Linked DNA regions of Salvelinus alpinus: region 2 is linked to region 1. A link is a contact called in public Hi-C data. All regions are on one chromosome and are shown on one strand. The core of a region is the stretch at or near the end of the contact, and the rest is flanking DNA. Distances in the headings are between cores, read along the strand shown.

Evidence for each region. Hi-C and Micro-C count contacts between places; a contact is called where the count stands out from the background.
Region 2: a contact with region 1 is called in a Hi-C map of muscle, with 3 times the contacts expected there. The contact joins the promoter of ppip5k2 here to the promoter of chd1 in region 1. A contact is called at or near these places in 2 of 3 Hi-C or Micro-C datasets (muscle and red muscle).

Annotation. Positions count from the first base shown.
Region 1 is chr18:42,508,568-42,511,308 of SLU_Salpinus.1, reverse strand. It overlaps chd1 (chromodomain helicase DNA binding protein 1), which reads left to right and starts at 1,307. Exons shown (of 37, transcript XM_071351928.1): 1 at 1,307-1,629.
Region 2 is chr18:42,747,461-42,750,160 of SLU_Salpinus.1, reverse strand. It overlaps ppip5k2 (diphosphoinositol pentakisphosphate kinase 2), which reads right to left and starts at 1,436. Exons shown (of 31, transcript XM_071351384.1): 1 at 1,081-1,436.

The sequences.
Region 1 (2,741 bases), core at 58-2,557:
CAAAACTAAATGGACTTTCTAAAGATTCCCCCAGAGGGCAATACACAAAAGCCGCTACAGACATCCAACTAAAGGGGAGCTGAGGGAGCACTAAGAAATCTAGGTCATGTCACGTGACCTGTTGTCTGAATAACAATAGTGGATGGAGGCCCCAAAATAATATGCCCCACAGATCATCTTTGTTCGTTCATTTTCCTCTATCGTTTTAGTTACCGCCAGACCTAAATTAGGTTTGACAGCCATTGGGCCGAGCCTTTTGGTCCTTTAGGTCCGTATAAAAGCACACCAGTTGTATTACCACTAGTGATGGGAGCAGGGGGGGTTTCAATACAGTTACATATCGTGATATTATTTTTGACGATATATCGTATCGCTTTGACAATATCCCAAGACTAATTTTGCACTAGTTGGTACCTAAGACCAAAACTCCAGTATTTTTCCTTCATAGCTTGTTCTCCATCTTCTTTTTAAATAAGGAGTCAATTTGTTTTCAGCACTTTTATTTCCATGGCTGATCAAAACTTGTTTTATCATGGCACTCTCTTGTCCCTCTGCAGCAGACATGGTGAGCAATATGTTTGGACCATAGAATCACCGTATTGAATCGCAATACATATAGAATCGTGAGAATCACAAAACATATCGTATCTGCAACGAAGTATCGTGATAATATAGTAACGTGAGGTCCCTGGCAACCCCCCCCCCCCCCCCCCTAATAACCACCACAGTTGAATTTTGACCACCGATCTCATGTTATTCTGCTAGATATCCCTGACCATAACCTGTTGAAATCTGCACTCATTTCAATTCCATAACCATTCAATATGTTGAAAATTTTACTTTATACTGTTAAATTGTTAGTTTGCATTTGTCCTTTATATTGAGATTCAGGAGGCTTGATTTACCCAAGAATATATTTCTCCTCTGGCAGAGGGAGTTCTAGAAACAGTTTCATCATCTACATAAGAATGTGGTGATGAGGACCATTATAAGAGATGTAGAGGGTAATTTTAAGTATTTGTCCAAATAGATAAATTGTGATTAAATTATTTGAAGCAGGTTAATGCTTGGTTGAAGCAAGCATTGCAGTGAAGGGTGTCAATCTAACCAGCACTCAACCCAATGCTATTTAATTCTCATGTGGACTACTACCTACCTCTGTTTTATAATTACAACTATATTTCACATAATAGGCCGACTACTGTCACCTTTCGTTTGTTGTAGTTTGCAGTTGTAGGAGACTGCAAAACATCGTCGTTACGTCACTACCCGGGGTTTCCACACTCAACATCGCTAATGTTACAGAGTGAACTCGACGGCGTCATGGCGGAGACCGGCTGTAGTAGGACCCGCAGCTGAAATGTTATCTACAATCGCTGTAAATTAATCATATATTGTTTCGAATTCAAAACGGAAAATTAAAAGTGAAACATATTTTACACTTCTGGAGGAAGAAATCAAGAAACTTGGCTCGAATTCTAGTAAGATCAGTTGGGGCTGCTCTCCCCGGCCCGGGAGCTAGCTAGCAAGCTATCTTTAGCTGCTAGTTCGCTAGCCAAAGAAAATAAGAAAAAAGGACCACTGAAGTCGGACGGCAGAATCAGACTGGCAGTTCGCCGTAGCTTCAAGGTAGCCTAAATTACTAAACAAACCCCGATTTAGTACATTTTTTAGGGATTTATATGGGTATTATTGCTTAGTTTAGTTAAATACCTCCATAGAAAGCAAGGAGCCTGTCACCTAGCTAGATTTTGGGAAGTAAGCGACTGATAAACACTCTTGTTAGCTATTAGCAACGAGGGAGCTAGCTTGGGAGTGCGGGAAAAGGGTGATTATAAAACGTGATGAGTATGTGAATGTGTTTGAGGTCATGGGAATTTGCATATATTGATTAGAGCACTGTTAGAAACAATGGTACAATCACAATTGGCTACAAGTTTTATGTAAAAACCTACCTAACACTTTCCCCATGACCTGGTTTGTTAGATTAGCTAGCTTGTCAGCTAAGCTACAGTACCTAGCTAGTTTGTTTGCTAAAATGTGACTGTTAAGCTAGCTAGTAAGCTAACTAGGTCATTCAGTTGTCCACATATGAAAAAATAAAGGATAACTGGGTAAATATTTGCCACAAGTGGAAAATATTTTGTTAAACGTCCATAACTTGCTATTGTTAGCGAAATATTGTTTCACGTGGCTTAAGGTTAGTTGCTTTTTCCTCTTTCAAGGCCAGTGTGCTAGCTAGTTAGTGGTCTTGAGTTCAGTTTACTGTTTAGCTAGAACATCAGCTAGCAACTAGCTAGGTTAGCAAACAACTTTTCATGGCTAGAGAGGAAAAATATGGATTTAAATGTTGTACGCTCATAGACGGATTGCTATATATTAGTTTATAGCTGGGCAGTTAGCATCAGTATGATTCCGCCAAAAGCTAGCAGCTGAAATGATGCGCTTAATGCTAAACATCTCAGAAATAAATCTGTCTTCTGCACACAGCCAGAGCTTGGTTTGCCATTGCTAGTTTACTGGCTTGCTGCGCAACTCTGTTTGTCGATGTATGCGAGAGAAGAATACTGTAGGCGTGGTACTATCTTGCTTCGGGCCTCCTGCGAAAGAGATCTGGAGTGCGGCGCATTGTCCAGGACAGTGCGCGAAACTCACATGCTGTGCAGGCCTCACAACAGGCCTGTGCGGTCGGAAAAGCGCTGGCTTGGTAACTTACCGCTACCGTTTGCATTCAGACGTAG
Region 2 (2,700 bases), core at 187-2,686, 240 kb before region 1:
ATAAAATAACAGTATCCCACTCAAATGTCAGTGACTACTTCATCTCGTCGTTGCTCCACCCACACCTGCTAGTCTGTTCAATAAACAGACAAACAGGTCTGGATGACACTGGCTGTGTCCCAAATGGCACCTTATTCCCTATACAGTGCCATCAGACTTTGGTCAGAAGTAGTGTATAGGGCTATTTGTGACACACTGTTTATCTGCCTGGGCACACACACACCACCATGCAACCTTCCATCACCCTCAGACTGGACATCTGTCATGGGAACAAACTGTCAGTCACAGCACGACCAGGATGCTACAATCAGCCCAGGATAGTCAGATGATGCCCAATCCAAAACAAGTGCAACCTTGAAATGCAAGGGCAAGGTCTCCAGGTTGGATTGTAGCTACAGATTGATGTTGTTTTCCTTTCTGTGTGGACCACACACACACACACACATATATACTAGGCTAGACTGCAATGGGGTTCAAGGAAGATGTATTGAATAGACTTCTGATAGTGAACCAGTTCTCTGACTGTGTCCTGGAAACGTATTCTGTTCAGGATTATTAGTCTGTGAATAATAAGAGTAACATTGGGATAGATACTTCCCATTAGTAAACTAGTTTCTACAACATGCAATGATGACAAGCTGACACAGACAGTGAAATAATATTAACGACGTTACAATCAACATTCACTCGGGCAACGGAAAAGGACGTTTATAGTTCTAAATCACATCAACATTGGGGTTGGATGACATACTTATCTAAATCTTCTTATGGTTAGCTAGCTAGCATTTTTCAGTTGAATGGGGAATTCAAAAAGCTTTTCATCAGATAAAATGATTGAATGACTCATCGGTCTTCCTCCATCCAGACAGGTGCAACATCACCTCGCTAACGTTAGCCTAGTCCATGGCTAACGGCGTTAGCTACCTAGCACAGTTAGCTTGTAACGTTACTTCCTGACAAATGTCTAGCTTCGACTTGTTAACATTGGCCAGGCACGCGTGCCTCCCCTTCTTATGTAAGGCTTAGTGAACTCAATGTAAAATGTTTTTTTTTTTACTTAATGTAAAAAATGTCTCTTACCTTATCTAATATGAAACGCCCTTAGTCGAGTCTGTATGCCTTCAAAGTAAGTTAGTCCTGCTTGGCTTCTGACAACACGGACAGCTTAGCTAGCTAGCCTGCCAACTACACAGTAGTACACCTTGCTGAATGTGTGTGCAATGAAAAAGGTTGTTGTTAGTTTGTAGCCAACATTGTCCGACACTGTTACTAGCAGGGATGCTGATTTAGCTACCTTATTCCAAGTGTGTTTTGCAGTTTTACTCTACCAATTATGCATGGGGATTTGCATCTTGCGCTATCACAGCTATCATTAAAAATCTCAAAATACCAGGGGCGTATTCATTACTAGCGGACTAAACTCCACTCCATGGTGGCTAATTCATACGGAAACCGTTTACCGTTTAAGAACCAAAAGTAAGCAAACAGAGCAAACGAGAGTTTCTATTGGACTAATTCAGGTAGGTCCCGCCCCCATTTCGTTCAGTGTATTTCCGTTTAAGAAACGTTTTGCAACACAATTGTCGTAATGAATACACCCCAATAACCAAAAAACGTAATTTGTATGTCGTCACTAAGGGGCGGGAAAAGAGACATAATTCCTCCAAAGCCTCAAAAACACAAGTATGGGTAGAAGCAAACTTGGAAAACAAGAAGCAGAGTATACAGGAACTTCTTTGGTGAAAGTATTGATTCCACTGTCTAGGAATTGAAGATGCCATATACTGTCTAACGCTCAAATGTTTCACAATAGCCGGGCTATTGTGCCCTTGCCGTTGTGCCCTTGAGCAAGGCACCCCTAACTGTTCTACATGGCTGCGTTAGGCAGGCAGCCTAGTTCTGATATTTTTTTTCACTAATTGGTATTTTGTCCAATCAGATCTGGTGTGGGTTGCCTGTCTAAACGCACTCTATGCCGGGGAGCCACACTGCTGCTGACAATGAGCTTCCAAACCCCTCAGTGGTGTGTGTGTGTGTGTGTGTGTTTTGGGGGGTTGAGTCAAAAAGGAAAATAATATTTACACTTTCTGACAGATCATGGACAATAAAGGTTTCTTCTTCTTCTAACCCAAGGTTGGGCTCGATTCAGAATGGAATTGAGAATGCCTCATAAATTCCAATTCAGGTCTTGCATTAGAATTTAATTTGAATTGAAGTAGTGAAAAGGATACAGAATTGCAATTCGAATTTTAATTAAATTCGATGCCTTTTTCTGTTCCACATTAGGTGTGGTCTATACAAATATACATCCTGTACATAAAACATCAAACATGTCGTTATATACATGCATATAAAATATTGTTGAAATTGATTTAGAGGACAAACTCTTAAAATAAATGATCAAGGAAAACAAAACTTGTATGTGAATATTCTAAGTTATTATATTTAGTTAATATGAAAATAAAAATGTTGTTCAATATGGGGAAAATACTACATTTCCCAGAATGCAAAACCTACTGTTGTGTACTTTAGCAGCGCTTCCCTTCCTCTTTTTTTGCAGCCCTAGAGTCCTTTAAAATGTCCTATCTGGTCTCTGATCATGTCCTACGGTTTCTGGTAATGTTTCTCTAGCAACAGTGACATTTATCAATGTTCAGGGAATTACCAGTACCCATTGAATTAGCGGGTAAAGAGTTTCAA